Linked DNA regions of Sus scrofa: regions 2 and 3 are each linked to region 1. A link is a contact called in public Hi-C and promoter capture Hi-C data. All regions are on one chromosome and are shown on one strand. Each heading gives the region's core, a stretch centred on a gene start, on an enhancer-like site or on the middle of the called end of the contact. The rest is flanking DNA. Distances are from core to core; before and after follow the strand shown.

Region 1 (5,100 bases), core at 1,139-3,638:
CAGAAGATGTGGTACATATACACAATGGAATATGACTCAGCCATTAAAAGGAACAAAATACCAGCATTTTTAGCAACATGGATGGACCTAGAAATTATCATGCTAAATGAAGTCAGCCATACAATGAGACACGAACATCCAATGCTTTCACTGACATGTGGAATCTGAAAAAAGGACAGACTGAACTTCTTTGCAGAACAGATGCTGACTCACAGACATTGAAAAACTTATGGTCTGGGAGTTCCCATCGTGGTGCAGTGGTTAACGAATCCGACTAGGATCCATGAGGTTGCGGGTTCGGTCCCTGCCCTTGCTCAGTGGGTTAACGATCTGGCGTTGCCATGAGTTGTGGTGTAGGTTGCAGACATGGCTCGGATCCCACGTTGCTGTGGCTCTGGCGTAGACCGGAGGCTACAGCTCCGATTGGACCCCTAGCCTGGGAACCTCCATATGCCGCAGGTGCGGGCCAAAGAAATAGCAAAAAAGACAAAACAAAAACAAAAACAAAAAAACTTGTCTCTGGAGGAGACATTTTGGGGGGTGGGGGGATGTGCCTGGGTTTGGGATGGAAATCCTGTGAAATTGGATTGTTATGATCATTATACAACTACAGATGTGATAAATTCATTTGAGTAAAAAAAAAAAAAGGAGTTCCCGTCGTGGCTCAGTGGTTAACGAATCCGACTAGGAACCATGAGGTTGCGGGTTCGATCCCTGCCCTTGCTCAGTGGGTTAATGATCCGGCGTTGCAGTGAGCTGTGTTGTAGGTTGCAGACACGGCTCGGATCCCAAGTTGCTGTGGCTCTGGCATAGGCCAGTGGCCACAGCTCCGATTCGACCCCTAGCCTGGGAACCTCCAAAAAAAAAAAAAAAAGAAAAAACAACGTGCTCAATGTAAGAGTTGTGAGCTAAGTTTTTTTGTGGGCCTAATGAAGACTGTGACTGGGAAGACACCCTGTCAGATAGCTCTGAGGAACTGCTCCAAAGAGGTAAGGGGAGGTCAGTATATGTGACTTTAGCGAAGGGAGGATATGTGCCGTCATGCACCATTTTGGCAGAAGGTTGCTGCTAATCAGGAGGAGATCTCTGTGTTAATGATTTTAGAGCTTTTCTAGATATGAGAAGATACAAGAAATTGGGCTCATAAAATTTTATGAAAAGATCTATCTGAAGGCCTATTTTGCCAATTTTTCCCAGAACACAGACTGCCTCATTCCTAATTTCTGTCCTGAGCTCCTTTCGGTGTATTCAAAGTCAGGGACTGCACTGGCTAGTGACTTCATTCCTATAGAACCATATCACAAGTGATAATTTTTAATTGGCATCTATTTTTAATATTTCCTATTAAATGAAAAACTACCTCCCTTAAGAAGTAAGAGGATGGAGATTATTCAAGATGTACTGTGTCAAATTTAAAAATTGAAAAACGAGTTAAAAATCTGTTTGATCAGCATAAAGAAAATAAGGAACACAAAGTGGAAGTTAGATTCTTGACTAAGTGCTTTGAAACTCACAATTGAGAAGATGAACTTTGCACACCAAGAGCTCTTTGAGGGTCTTGAGTTGTATGGCAATAGTTTATGTCCAAAATTTGGTGCTATTGTATGAATATGTTAAATGTGAGCTAGCCAAAGGCAATCAGAAGTCAAACAAACTCAGCTATTAAAATTAAGATTTAGGAGTTCCCATGATGGCTCAGCGGTTAATGTATCCGACTAGGAAGGTTGCTGTTTGGATCCCTGGCCTTGCTCGTGGGTTAAGGATCCGGCATTGCCATGAACTGTGGTGTAGGTCCCAGATGTGGCTCGAATCCTGCGTTGCTGTGGCTATGGCATAGGACATGGTCTACAGCTCGGATCAGACCCCTAGCCTGAGAACCTCCATATGCCATGGCTTCAGCCCTAGAAAAGGAAAAAAAAAAAAGACAAAAATAAATAAAAAATAAAATTAAGATTTAGAAAAGCTACACCCAACCGCTTAGACTGGGAACTCCCACCAGTGTCTGGACACCTAGACGCACAATAACCTCTTAGCGATTTGGATGTGCTCCAAGAGAGCCAGTAAGGCTTTCCACATTTTAGGCAACCCAAACCAGACAGTCCAACCTCTAGACTTTCCAGTCGTCTCTACTGCCCGTAAGGGCAGCTCCAGAGAGAGAAGAGACCAGCCAGTCTCTGCTAGGCGCTGGATCAGCTTGGGAACATGGGCGGATTTACAATTGGTTTAGAGAAGCTGCGGGCAGGAAGCGTGCCATGACGTCACGCCCGCCCCAAGAGTCTCCCTGCTTCTCAGCTCTGGTGGTAGAAGACCCAGAGGAGAAAAGTAACTTGGAACAGCCTTTGCAGACCCAAGCGGCTCCTCTGCGCGAGCTGGAGTCCCCTCCCATCGAGTAGGCGAGCTCCGCCCCCACGCCCCGCCCGCGCAGGGGATCAGGTGACCTCGGGCCGGCGCGGTCACGTGGCTGGGCGCGCCCGCCCATTGTGGCCATGGCGGCCGCAGGCTCCAGTGTGGTGAGGCGAGTGGAGGAGCTCGGCGACCTGGCGCAGGCCCACATACAACAACTTAGCGAAGCCGCCGGCGAAGATGGTGAGGGAGCCGAGAAGAGGGAGGCGGGCGGGCGGATGGTGGTTCAGAGTTGGCGCTCGCTCTGCATAAGAGCGGAGGCCGCGGCCTGTAAGTCTTATGGATCCCAGGCCAGAGGTGTTGTTTGCGTCTCTGGCTCCTGCTGCACGGTAGTTGTCTTCCTCCTAGAACTCACATCGCCTGAAGCTAAGGCGTTTTCTTGGAGACCCCATATTTCATAACCCAGGAAAACTGCTGATATTTCAGTCAATTCAATGGCTGCTTGTCCTTGTCTCAGGAGCGACTGGGAAAAAGGCAAGATCTGTATGAAAGTACACACAAAAGTTTAAATGAGTGATTAAAGTTGGGTGATGGTATGCAAACAACTAGTGGTGTTTTTGCTGCAGTAAAGATAGCTAGGCGTGTGTAACAGTTCCACTTTTTCACTGCTGTGTTCTAAATTTCCGTGTTGGAAATTTAGATTCTAAACTCAACTGTAAACAATACAGAAGAGCTTTACATCTCTATAATTTAGACGATTCTTATACATTCATCACCTCCATTCTCTCAAGGATCTGTCTGTACTGGAACACATTTTTGGAAATGTACAAGCTGTTTACTTAGGAAAAATTGGTGTAGCGATTTACTTCGACTTTTGTTCTCTCAGCTGCCTGTAGGTTCTACATTATTTCATCTTGAGTTTTGTACTTTTACTACAGATTTAAAAATTCTTGAAGACCGTCTTGTCATCGAACTCATGGGAAAATAGTAGTGAAATGTTTTCCTAAGAGATTGAATAGTTGGTAAATTTATTAAATAGGGTCCAGGATAAAATGGCTCTAGTTCCAGTGACGATTATTTTGCTGGCTTTTCTTAGGGGCCTCTTCTTAAAAACCCACAGACTAACTTGAAGCTGTTTGCTTTTTTTGGTTTGTGCTAAGTGAATCATGAATAGTTTTTGGACAGTAGTAACTACCTCCTGAAAGTATATCCAAGTTACTGCTAAATAAGCTGTTCAAGGATCTCCACCCCACTCCAGCTTCATTTGAACCAGTCTAAAGAGATCAAAGAATATATCTTATTCACTTAACTACTGCACTCAAAAGCCTTTCTCATTTTACAAGAGTTCTTTAATCCAGTCTAGAGTAGAGGTTGAAAATAAACGTAAAGTGGTATATACTCTTGTTTAGTTTTACAGCTCTGAAATGTAGTAGAATTAAACTGATAGTGTATGAGCTATTCATCAAGATTTTCTGATTTTATGAAGCTTAATTAAAATGTGCTTGATTGTATTTGAAATGAATTTGGTGTTCTTTCCCCATACAGCAAAAATAATTTACACTCACAATTTACCTTTGAATGATATTTTTATTTTTATTTTTTATTTTATTTTATTTATTTTATTTTATTTTATTTTATTTATTTTTTGTCCTTTTGCTATTTCTTTGGGCCGCTCCCGCGGCATATGGAGGTTCCCAGGCTAGGGGTCGAATTGGAGCTGTAGCCCCTGGCCCACGCCAGAGCCACAGCAACGCGTGATCCGAGCCACATCTGCAACCTACACCACAGCTCACAGCCGAATCGTTAACCCACTGAGCAAGGGCAGGGACCAAACCCGCAACCTCATGGTTCCTAGTCGGATTCGTTAACCACTGCGCCACGACGGGAACTCCTGATATTTTTATTTTTACTTATTTTTATTTATTTTTTTGTCTTTTTAGGGCCACACCTGTGGCATATGGAGGTTCCCAGGCTAGGGGTCTAATTGGAGCTATAGCTGCCTGCCACAGCCACAGCCACGCCAGATCTGGGCCAAATCTGCGACCTACACCACAGCTACGGCAACACTGGATCCTTAACCCACTGAGTGAGGCCAGGGATCGAACCTGCAACCTCATGGTTCCTAGTTGGATTCGCCCTGCAACCTCATCGTTCCTAGTTGGATTCACTAACCACTGAGCCACGTCGGGAACTCCTCCTGTTGGCTTTAAATTAAATATGATACAGCCAGACACTCCGTCTGAGAATACTCTTCTTTTTGTTTCTGGTCAACTCTTGTTCATTTAGTTTCATTGTACAACATATTATGTTTACTATACGGACATATACCATGAGAGGGACTTTCTCCTGGAATTATGTGAGAATCATTTGTCTTCACCTTGCCAGTCACTACTTTAAGTGGCCAGGGAAAATACTACATTTTACAAAATTTTTCTGAAATGTGAGCCATTATCCCTCTACCGCCGTAATTATGAGTTCATGTGAGATACTTCAGCAAATATTCATTGAATTCAGTGCAAGTCTTTATATTTAAAATAATCCTGCAAATTAAGAAAATATCAACTAAATTGTTTAAAGAAGCATATAAGGAGTGCCATGTTCCATGCAATTTCAGTTCATGATAGAATCTTTCTGATAGATGATACTTTTTTTTTTTTCTTTTTGCCATATCTTGGGCCACTCCTGTGGCATATGGAGCTTCCCAGGCTAGGGGTCCATTCGGACTTATAGCCACCGGAATAGCCAGAGCCACAACAA
Region 2 (5,100 bases), core at 1,573-4,072, 900 kb before region 1:
ATAATAAGATAATTTAGACATAATCCTAAATTAACCCTAGTTGTCTATTTAAAGTTTTCCCTCAAAATGTTACCACCAAATTACCAAAGGATTTTTTTTTTTTTTTTTTTTTTTTTTTTTTTTTTTTTTTACCTTGTAACAAGTACAAAATAATCCCTAGGGATGTACAGTCCTCTCTGCCTGCCACCCTGTCCCTTAAGTTTCCTCTAAGATGGAATATCATATTGGGAACTTTTCTGCATATCAATATCACATCTTCTATTACATTTTCTTCTGTTAAATTCACCAATGTGTATGACTAATTCTAAAAGCTGTATCTCCTCAATCTGTCGCCATTTATGACTAATCATATAATTTATAAGAACTCTTGTCAAATTCTTATCAAAAACTATGTTATCAACATCACCACAAGTAGCTATTTCTGCCTGCTCACCAAGAATCATGTCCCTCTTTCTTCCAAAAATACCCACTGCTGTGTACATATTCCACCCTGTCCCCTCATATTATTCAAGTACTTCAGAAGAAGATGCCCCCATACACACATCCAAGAGTAGCCCACATTCCTCCAAGGTTAATGCCAACTCCCTTGTCAGTACGTACTTATAGGAACACAAGCCTAAGTCAGTTAACACATGTGTCCCTGGCCACAGGGACTGAATGACCAATGAGACTCATGAGGGCTACGCTGGGCTTCCTTACTCTGGACAGATAATTACAGAAAGAAATGTTCTTGGCTAGGATGAGTTGGATTTTCTATTATTTGGGACAAAAAGCATCCCATCTGTTTAACAATTTTAAAAATGCACTGGTTGAGGATTTTGACCACCATCAATTAATGTATTTATGAACAAATGTAACCATTTCTATGAAACCCACAATCCTTTGACTAATACTGGACTTTCCATATTTGGAGAGATTGTTGACTTTGACAGTTTGTGGTATTTCAAGAGAGGTACATGTGGAGGAGCGAAGGTTAAGGAAAAGCAGTCATTGGAGAGCTTCATGTCACAGCCACATCATAGATCAAATCCAGAAAATGCAAAAATACCCCCATGTTTTCCTATCTGCCAGACCCGACTCTGCTCAGGTCTATATTAGGAAAATGATGAGCATCCTGATCCAAGGAGAACTCTGAGTAAGGGTGAAAGCATCAAGACTGCCATTACTATTTTGAAGGTGTTAATGAGTATTTCTTACAAATACCTGCAAACTGAAAGCAGTCTATAATTGCTAACAAATAAAGAGACAATATCGCCAAAAATAAATAACTTCCAGGGCACAGAAACATCTTACTGGCCTAACACAGACCCACCCTCATGGCTGTAAATAGTACCCTATTCTGGCATTTGCTTCTTACTTTCTCTTACATTGTTGGCCTTGCTGATTTTCTTAAGAAGGTTTAGGCAGTTGCTTCCCTGTGGGCTCTACAGCAATTTTCCAGTTCTATGACTCAGAAAGGGCAAGAGAAGAAAGGGCTCTCTCCTCTTCCATCCCTAGGTAAAACCAGAAAATGTTTATTTAGCTCTGATAGAGCAAGGCTCAGTTAGTTAATTCACTGTACAGACTTTCACAAACTTTTTTCTCTTTCAAATCAAATATTTACCAAGAGCTTGTATATGTAAGTCATAGGCTATTATTTATCCAAAGCCAATGCATGAATTATTTTTATCAGTTTCATACTTCCGTCCTCTTCTCTACATCTCTAATTTCAAAGTCAAATATTTTGAAGAAAAAATATTTATGCCTCACAAAATTTGCAATTAAACTTTTTGTGCCAGAATTGGTGGACTGAAGAGCAAGTTTGTTATTTCCAAAATAGTCTGTCGACACAAAGGTAAGCGACTCCACTTTTCTTAAAAATTGGTTTTCAAATGATGTGTGCTAAACTATTTATTAAAATGGAAATAGCCTGTGATAATAGAAGGAGACGAACAGCATCAATGAATTTATAAACGTTATCTGGAGGCAAAATCTGCACTGCCTACCAGGTTTGGCCAGAGACCGCAAAACTGTTAATTCAGAAACACTGAAGGCGTGGAGTCTGCATTCAGACCATAAGCCATGGATCGCAAACACATATAAGACTGGTTTATACTTATTTACTGCTCCGAAAAAATTTAATGATCCTTTCCGACGACATGGCCTCTTTGATTTTCTTAATTCTGCAAACTACCCTTAAAGCAACCTTATTTGGGCGGGGGGGGGGGGGGGACACATTTCATACTTGAGAATAAGCCAGGGCAGGTAAGCCAAGAGCCTCCTAAAGAGGACGGAAATACGGACAATGCCGAGGATGGCCAGAAAAGCGATGGGCTGGCCCTGAGCCCAGGGAGCACAGCTGGGACGAAGGCTAGGCCGCCTCCCCGGGGTTCCCGGCCAAGACCCCAGGACCCCCACCCACCACCAGGAGCGCAGCGCGCAGCCCGGGATAGCCGGGCCTGGGAAAGTTCGCACCTCCGCATCCCCGCCCCTTGCACTGACGAGCTTCTCCAGCCGCGGCACCGTCGCCACGGCGACCAGTCCCCACCCCACCCCCACCCAGCCTGGGGGCGCCGCGCCGCAGTCCCGCGGCGGCCTCGGGCTCCGCTCCCTCCGAGTCAGGACAGGCGCTGCCGAGCCCGGGAGACGAGGAACGCAAGGGGCGGGGGAGGATGAAGAGGTGCGAAAGGCGGAAGTCGTTCGGATCCCGGGCCGGGGCCGCCTCTTGCCCTGGGGGTCCTCACCCTTCACTTTGCCGAAGGTCCCGACCCCCAGCGTGTCCCCCAGGATGTAGTGGCCGATTTTCACCCGCCCGTCGTGTTTCTGCTTCTCGGCTGTCGCCATCTTTCTCCAGGAACTGAGTCTGCGCATGGCGCCGCGGGAGGGGGCGGAGGGGGCGGGCAGGGCCGCGCCGGGGGCGGGCGGGGAGGGGGTGGGGACGCGGGAGGGGAGCCGCGCCGCCGAGCCGCCGCCCTACGTCGCTTGCTGGGTCCCGTCAGCCAACAGAAGCGCGCAGACGCTCCCCCTGGCGGGGCAGGCAAGGGTCGCTAGGAGGGGCACCGGTACCCCTTTCCTCGCCCTGCGTCCTCGAGGCCTGGGGCTCCATCCCACCTGCGCGCGGGAGGGGGCTTCCTGGCTTTCTGAGGAGGGCAGCAGCTCTTCTGCTCCTTCTGCTTAGGCGGCGTCTCTGCCCGCAGTGGTCTCGCCTAATTACCGCTCTTGGTTTGGGGGGCCCGCTCTTCAAGAACACTGGAGAAGTCTGCTCCGGGCTTGTTACTAGTGGATTAAAACATGGCAGGGGACACCGCCCTGCCACTGCTTTCTAACCTTTAATTTTTCCTGTTCGGATGGAATCTAGAAGCCTCTAGGAGTTGTCAGTTGCATCTTTGATGAAGTTCCCTCTTCTTCCACTACATCCCCACCCCTGCTGGTCTTTTTTTTACTTTGCGCCAGTAAGTTGCTGTTTGGGCACCTCGACAGCTCAAGCAGCATTGTGGGTCTTTCCTTCTACTGGATTCTCTCCCGCAGTGTCCTCCCCGCAACAAGCTCTATTGGAAGGAGCGAGTTGGGGATAAGGGTGAATGTGTGTGTGTGTGTCTGGGAAGCAGGATGTTACCCAACACGTTCTGATGTATAGCAATTAATATTTTAAGATTATCAGTAAAATGTAGACCTTGAACTGAAAACAAAGCTTACAGTTGCATCAACCAAATCAATCAACAAATATTTATTGTACTTCCAGTGAGTAAGAGTTTATACAATGGGGTCATGGCATATCACAGGGGAAGTAGAGAAAGTATGCGTATTTGTAATAGAGTTTTTAAGTGAGTGTAAATAATTGTAAATTATTACTCTAACATGGGCGAAGTCAAGTGTCAACCAAAACAAAAACCAGTTTATGTGATCTCAGTTCTGCCGGGTCATAGCATTTGGGCCAGTGTCAATGGACAAAGAGTTGGACTCTTCATGAAAAAATATAAAAAAGGAAAAGATGTTCTTTTTCCATCCCAATGAAAGTTACTCAGCTCTTCTGATTTTTACATACTTCATAAAATCAAAATAACATGCGTTAAGCAGAGACAGCTTTGTTCCAAGCAAGGTACTGCAGAGGAAGCAAAAGCTTTTGAGCTTAGAATTATATCAGATAATCAGAGAACAGTTACAACCAGCTTTGGATAATCAGTTCCTACTGTATTACAGACTGTGTATATTTTTGAAGAGCCAAAAAGTTAAGAAATCTTTTTTGCAATCTTCCTGTACACTTTAGTTATTCCAACATAAGCTTTTTTTTTAAGATATTTGCTACACACCCATAAACAAACATATTTATAACAAAATAAGGAAAAAATATACATGAAAATTAGTCTTTGTTTCTATAACTGGTCACATGATCAGAGCTGGTGTTTATAACTACCTTATCCCACTACCCATCGTGGTTCATCCCAGGAAACTGGATATGGAGTAGGACCCTGTGCTATACAGCATTGTTTATCCATTCTAAATGTAGTAATTGGCATCTGCTAACACCAAACTCCCACTGCATCCCACGCCCTACCCCCAGACCTTGGCAACCACAAGTCTGTTCTATACTATGTCTGTGAGTCTGTTTCTGTTTTGTAGATAGGTTCATTTGCGCCTTTTTTTTTTTTTTTTTTTTTTTGTCTTTTTGTCTTTTCGTCTTTTCTGGGGCTGCACCCGAGGCACTTGGAGGTTCCCAGGCTAGGGGTCTAATCGGAGCTGTAGCCGGTGGCCTAAGCCACAGCCACAGCAACTCCAGATCCGAGCCTCGTCTGTGGCCTATACCACAGCTCACAGCAACCCCGGGTCCTTAACCCACTGAGCAAGGCCAGGGATCAAACCCTCAACCTCATGGTTCCTAGTTGGATTCGTTAATCACTGAGCCCTGACAGGCACTTCATTTGTGCTTTGCTTTAGATCCTACATATAAGTGGTATCATATGGTATACATCTTTCTCTTTCTGACTTACTTCACTTAGTATGAGAATCTCTAGTTGCAACCAGGAAATTTTTGATCATGAGATGTTTGGGGACAGGCAGTGGCTATTGTTGTAATTTTTGTTCTCTTGTTTCTTCATCTTTACCTGCTTGCTTTGTGAGTTT
Region 3 (5,100 bases), core at 1,884-4,383, 880 kb before region 1:
GCCCTATAAACTTTTGTTGTTGACTCATACCTAGCAGGTTGCTTTATTTTGCACTTAGCTGACCACCTTAAACTGTACGCACAGTATACAAGCTAGGTGCCAAGCAAGCACTTTTGATACTAGGATGAGTTAAGATCACCTTTCCAAAACAACTCAAACAACCCTTCATGTTTTCACTGGTACTCCAAACCATATCACACATGATTGATAACCACTCCCCAAAGACTAAGATGAATGTCACTAAAATGAATTATGCATCCACTTACTCCCAACATTTTAAACATTCATACTTGTAACGTGAGTGGTGCTTTGTTCATTCCCTATATTTTTCACATCACCTGCCAGTGTCGCTTGCTCAAGTTACCTTGTTAGTGTTTCAAAACAGCCATTTGACAAGTAATTCTGATTTGAAGTTGTACATTCATAAACCAATAGTATATAGTAAATCATAAATACCAAAAGCCTATTAAAAATACCTTGGCACACCAGATAATTTTTTAAAACCAGAACATTTATTGCGTGACTTTGCTGAAATCCTTAAGATGAACTGGATGCCGCAACAGCTGCCCTCTTGGGTTTAGGTGTTGTTCCTTCACGGAATCCATGCCTGCATTGTGTTAGAAACAAAAACCATTACTTCAGCAATGTCAGCACATACATCTTAATTTGTATTTAAAAACACCTTTGAGCTTATCTCAGTTAAATGTTGAAATCAATATTAAATTCATATGTTCAGACATTTATTTTTACAACATCACTGATAAGCTGCAATATTTATTTCCTTCTGCTTCAAAATATTCATTTCAGGGAATGAATCAACTGCAATTGAAAAAAAGAGCAACATATTTGGTTCTATTGATCACTGGGACCAGTATTTCCCCACTGCTTAAGATTCCTCAAAAACGGTGAAAAACGGTTCTTAAGCTATGAATCAGAGCCTACTCTGCTTTAGCCAAGGAAAAGCATGTTTACTGGTAGTCATTTTCTTAACTACTTAACTGTGCTTTACATCTTAACTCGTTTAATATTAACACTTAATGGAGTAAAAATACTGTTACTCCCCTTTGGAGTAACAGGTTAAAGTTGGCTTCAATTCAAGCTCTTAACTTTTTATTAACAGCTGCACCCCTGGGTTAGGGGAATGGGAGCTGCAGCTGGCGGCGTAGGTCACAGCCACACAGGACCTACTGAACTAGGTCAGGATCAAACCTGCACCCTCAGACAACAGTGGGTCCTTAACCTGTTGGGCCATAACAGGAACTCCCTCCTAACTCTTACGCTAAACCAGCAAACCACTGAATTCTTAACCAATAATGCTGTATAATCGTCTTAAGAAGAAACAAAGGTCACCTTGGCACAAACACATATAAGGGTGTTGTGTTTACAAAGCCCCCAACTATCTTGTGATCTTTTAAAATCTGAAAATCTGAAATTAAATGGGAGGTCAGATACTTTGCTAAATATCCTATAGTGTAGAGGATGCCCCCCTTCCCAACAAAGAAAGCACCTCAATTGAGACCTTATACAGATTAACCCCTCAAAAACTACCACTAAAATGCAACTTCTCTATAAGGGTTAGGTTGGAACTGAAATTAAAACACTAAGGCTTGTCTTAAATTAAGACTGTAAAATTTCTTTCTATACACATCCAACAGCAACTATGACACTTTTCTGCAGCAGACTTGCCTAAAGCAGTAAAACGAAAGTTCTCATTTATACACTATTTTCTTGACAAGTTTTGGTAAGGTATGTATGTCGCTATGTAAGCAAACTAATTAACATCATCACACTTTCAGGAACCTAGCTCCAACTATGCTCTAGACATTTGCAGCTCATACATTTACTGAAAGATTAATAAACAGAATCTAGACAACTGATTAAAAGTTATGGTGGCAGAAGAAAAAGCACCTTGCAACACCTCATCCCTATTGACCAGGGTAGTTGAGGGTTGTTATTCAATCACACGGAACTAATGATAAAACATGGAAACTGTACCTGAATCTGCGATATACAATTTTTAGGTGCCTCATTCGACCAGTCCCGGTGGTGTTTCGTCTTTTAGCTTTCGCACTCCAGTTATCTAAAACAAAAACTCATGTTAAAGTTCTAAATGGGTTTTCTCACCATCTTGTAAGCAGTCAATATACTTAAGAATGCCTACCTTGAGTTTTAAACCCATCTGTATACAAATGCAGTTTCCCCAGCTACCAAATAATGTTCCAAGTTATGCCCCGTTTAGGTACAGAACAAGCAAGAGACTATCCTCAACCTCAAAATACATTTTAAGTCTACTAAACTAAAGCATTAACTTACACTTCCTCTTTCGCTTGGCAGGGTAGCCACACTTGCCACAGGTCGACTTCTGGAGATGGTAGGCCTTAGAGCCACAGCGGCGGCACAACGTGTGCGTCTTATTCCGACGCTTTCCAAACGATGACGTTCCCTTCGTCTGCAAATCAAGGGAATAAACGATTCTGAAATCTAGTAATTTCTATACACGGTCTCATGTTTTCAAGTAAAAAAACTACTAAGATTATCTATCTTAGTAGTTGTGATAAGACTATCACAACGGCTGAAACGGAGGGAGCTTCAATTTTCTTAAATGGTATTATCAGAGGTCATTACCTGAGTTCCACATCACCTAAAATCACCCTGCCGTAATTTGCTGTTTTGAAATCTGTTACATTAAAACGGGGGAGGAATAAAGCGAAAGACTAAATGCGGTTTTCCTACCCACCCCTACTCTAGAATCTAAGAGCTCCCGCCTGGGACCACCGCCAAAGATTCTTTTGCTAACAGCTAAACACTCTAAAACTATGCCTCTTCCCTCAGGTCACACTCGAATCGCTGAACTGTGCGGGCTCCCCAAAGGTGAGACAAGAGGCCTTAGAGAAGCTCCAACTCCACGGCTGCAGACTCGGCACCCCCTGACTTCGGAGCCATTCTTCTGACACTCGAGAGCCCCCGCATGCCCCTTTCCGGTCCACTGGTCCCGGTTTTGGGAAACCTTGCCTGCCCCTCCACGGATAGCAGGCAACGGAGTTAGACGGGCAGGATGGAAGCCGATTCCGAGAGCCCTTACATACAACTCACCATCTCGCCTCCGCCACCGTGACCAAAGAGGCCGGAAGAGAAAGCACTTCCGCTATATTTCTCTCAGAAGCTTCCGCCCAGGAGAGTACTTCCGGAAGGACGCGGTGCACCATTTTCAAGCTTCCGTTGCCTCAGTGTGGGTGGGGTCGAGAGGAGGATCCGGAGCCAGGCAAGGCCAATAGAAAGCTAAGCGGGGCGGGGCTTTCAACTTTTTGGGGCTCTGGGGCACGCATCTTCGTGGGACCCGTCTTGTTCTTCAGCTGTGGTTAGGCTGGAACTTCTCTTCCTCCCCTGCAGTTGTTTCCCTCCGGCCTTCGCGTGTTCTTAGAGCTGTGGCTACATCGCGTTTTCCGGCCTCCGGGCGGATGGAGAACCTGCGGAGGGAGCTTGCTCCGCCCCGCGGTTCGCGCGCGGACAGAGTGTTCCCGGCTCCTATGTGGGCGTCTGATGAGACAGAGGACCTGATCTGGGAGAAACCAGCTTCTCTAGGGTTGCTCGTCACTCCGACCCGAAGCTTTTGGCTGATTCCTACTGAGAAGTCGCTAGGGGCACGGAGCTGAGCTCAGAATCTAAAGAGAAAGGCAAATGTTTTTTTCTAGTTGTAATTTAGAGGCGCATGGTTTGGTGGCAGATCTCGTTATGCCAGGGAAATCACACGTGAAACTTGTTGAATATAGTTTCCTAAATGCTAACGTGAGGAAATCTGGTTTAGCAGCTTTGGGTAGGACCTGGACATCTGTGCTTATGGCTCAGCGGATTAAGACTTGACTAGTATCCGTGAGGATACGGGTTAAATCCCTGGCCTTGCTAAGTGGGTTAAGGATCCAGCGTTCCTGAGACCTGTGGTGTAGGTCGCAGATGGAGCTGGGATCTAGCTTGCAGTCATAGTGCCCATTCGATCCCTAATCTGGGAACTTCCATGTGCCCCAGGTGCGGACCTACAAAACCAAACAAAACCAAAAGCAAAAAACCCCAACACTTTATCGTGTTAATGTTGGTGGTTCCCAGACTTCTTTGATAAACGCTAATCCAGTTGTAATCTTCTGGTCTAGGAAAGCCCTCACTCTCACAAAACAATAAAATAGCCAAACATTTAAGAGTTAATAGGAGTTGGGGGAGTTCCCGTCGTGGCGCAGTGGTTAACGAATCCGACTAGGAACCATGAGGTTGCGGGTTCGGTCCCTGCCCTTGCTCAGTGGGTTAACGATCCGGCGTTGCCGTGAGCTGTGGTGTAGGTTGCAGACGCGGCTCGGATCCCGCGTTGCTGTGGCTCTGGTGTAGGCCGGCGGCTACAGCTCTGATTGGACCCCTAGCCTGGGAACCTCCATATGCCGCGGGAGCGGCCCAAAGAAATAGCAAAAAGACAAAAAAAAAAAAAAAAAAAAAAAAAAAAAAAAGTTAATAGGAGTTCCCGTCGTGGCGCAGTGGTTAACGAATCCGACTAGGAACCATGTGGTTGCGGGTTCGATCCCTGGCCTCACTCAGTGGGTTAAGGATCCGGCGTTGCCATAAGCTGTGGTGCATGCTGCAGACACAGCTCGTATCCTGCGTTGCTGTGGCTCTGGCCTAGGCCGGTGGCTACAGCTCCGATTGGACCCCTAGCCTGGGAACCTCCATATGCCACGGGAGCAGCTCAAGAAATGGCAAAAAGAGAAAAAAGAAAAAAAAAAAAAGTTAATAGGAAAAAAAAAGATCCTAAATGTGAGTGCTTTTTAAAGGAAACAACTCATGACCTATCACTTGTGAAATCTTAGCATAAGTAATTGACTACATGCTAACAGAATAAGATGAAGTGCAGGAATTTAAAGTTTTATTTTGACAGGTTAACAGTTGATTAGTGCCTAATAAATACTAGGCTCTTCTAGAAACCGGGAATAGAAACATTAACAGGACAAGGTCCCTATCCTCAAGGAAGTGGTAAATGGCGAGTGGGTGGTTCAGGGGAAGTGCAGCCAGAAGAGAGACAGCCACCGTGTTAGTGCCTGGCCCAAACTGCAAATCAGGGGA

The links. Promoter capture Hi-C pulls out the DNA fragments that hold promoters and counts their contacts. Hi-C and Micro-C count contacts between places; a contact is called where the count stands out from the background.
Region 2: a promoter capture Hi-C map of liver shows a contact between it and region 1, with 2.8 times the contacts expected there. The contact joins the promoter of PRKAA1 here to the promoter of C16H5orf51 in region 1. A contact is called at or near these places in 1 of 5 promoter capture datasets (liver) and 1 of 2 datasets of contacts at active chromatin or transcription factors (alveolar macrophages).
Region 3: a Hi-C map of skeletal muscle shows a contact between it and region 1, with 4 times the contacts expected there. The contact joins the promoter of RPL37 here to the promoter of C16H5orf51 in region 1. A contact is called at or near these places in 2 of 5 promoter capture datasets (fetal liver and liver), 3 of 47 Hi-C or Micro-C datasets (heart right ventricle, liver and skeletal muscle) and 2 of 2 datasets of contacts at active chromatin or transcription factors (alveolar macrophages and skeletal muscle).

The regions. Positions count from the first base shown.
Region 1 is chr16:26,679,249-26,684,348 of Sscrofa11.1, forward strand. C16H5orf51 (UPF0600 protein C5orf51 homolog) reads left to right here and starts at 2,389. Exons shown (of 6, transcript XM_003133915.4): 1 at 2,389-2,586. The coding sequence starts at 2,487.
Region 2 is chr16:25,780,659-25,785,758 of Sscrofa11.1, forward strand. PRKAA1 (protein kinase, AMP-activated, alpha 1 catalytic subunit) reads right to left here and starts at 2,823. Exons shown (of 9, transcript NM_001167633.1): 1 at 2,724-2,823. The coding sequence starts at 2,823.
Region 3 is chr16:25,800,393-25,805,492 of Sscrofa11.1, forward strand. It overlaps RPL37 (ribosomal protein L37), which reads right to left and starts at 3,134. Exons shown (of 4, transcript NM_001243603.1): 1 at 3,094-3,134; 2 at 2,314-2,449; 3 at 1,996-2,080; 4 at 491-607. The coding sequence starts at 3,096. The coding sequence ends at 538. CARD6 (caspase recruitment domain-containing protein 6) reads left to right here and starts at 3,459. Exons shown (of 6, transcript XM_021077098.1): 1 at 3,459-3,631. The coding sequence starts at 3,459.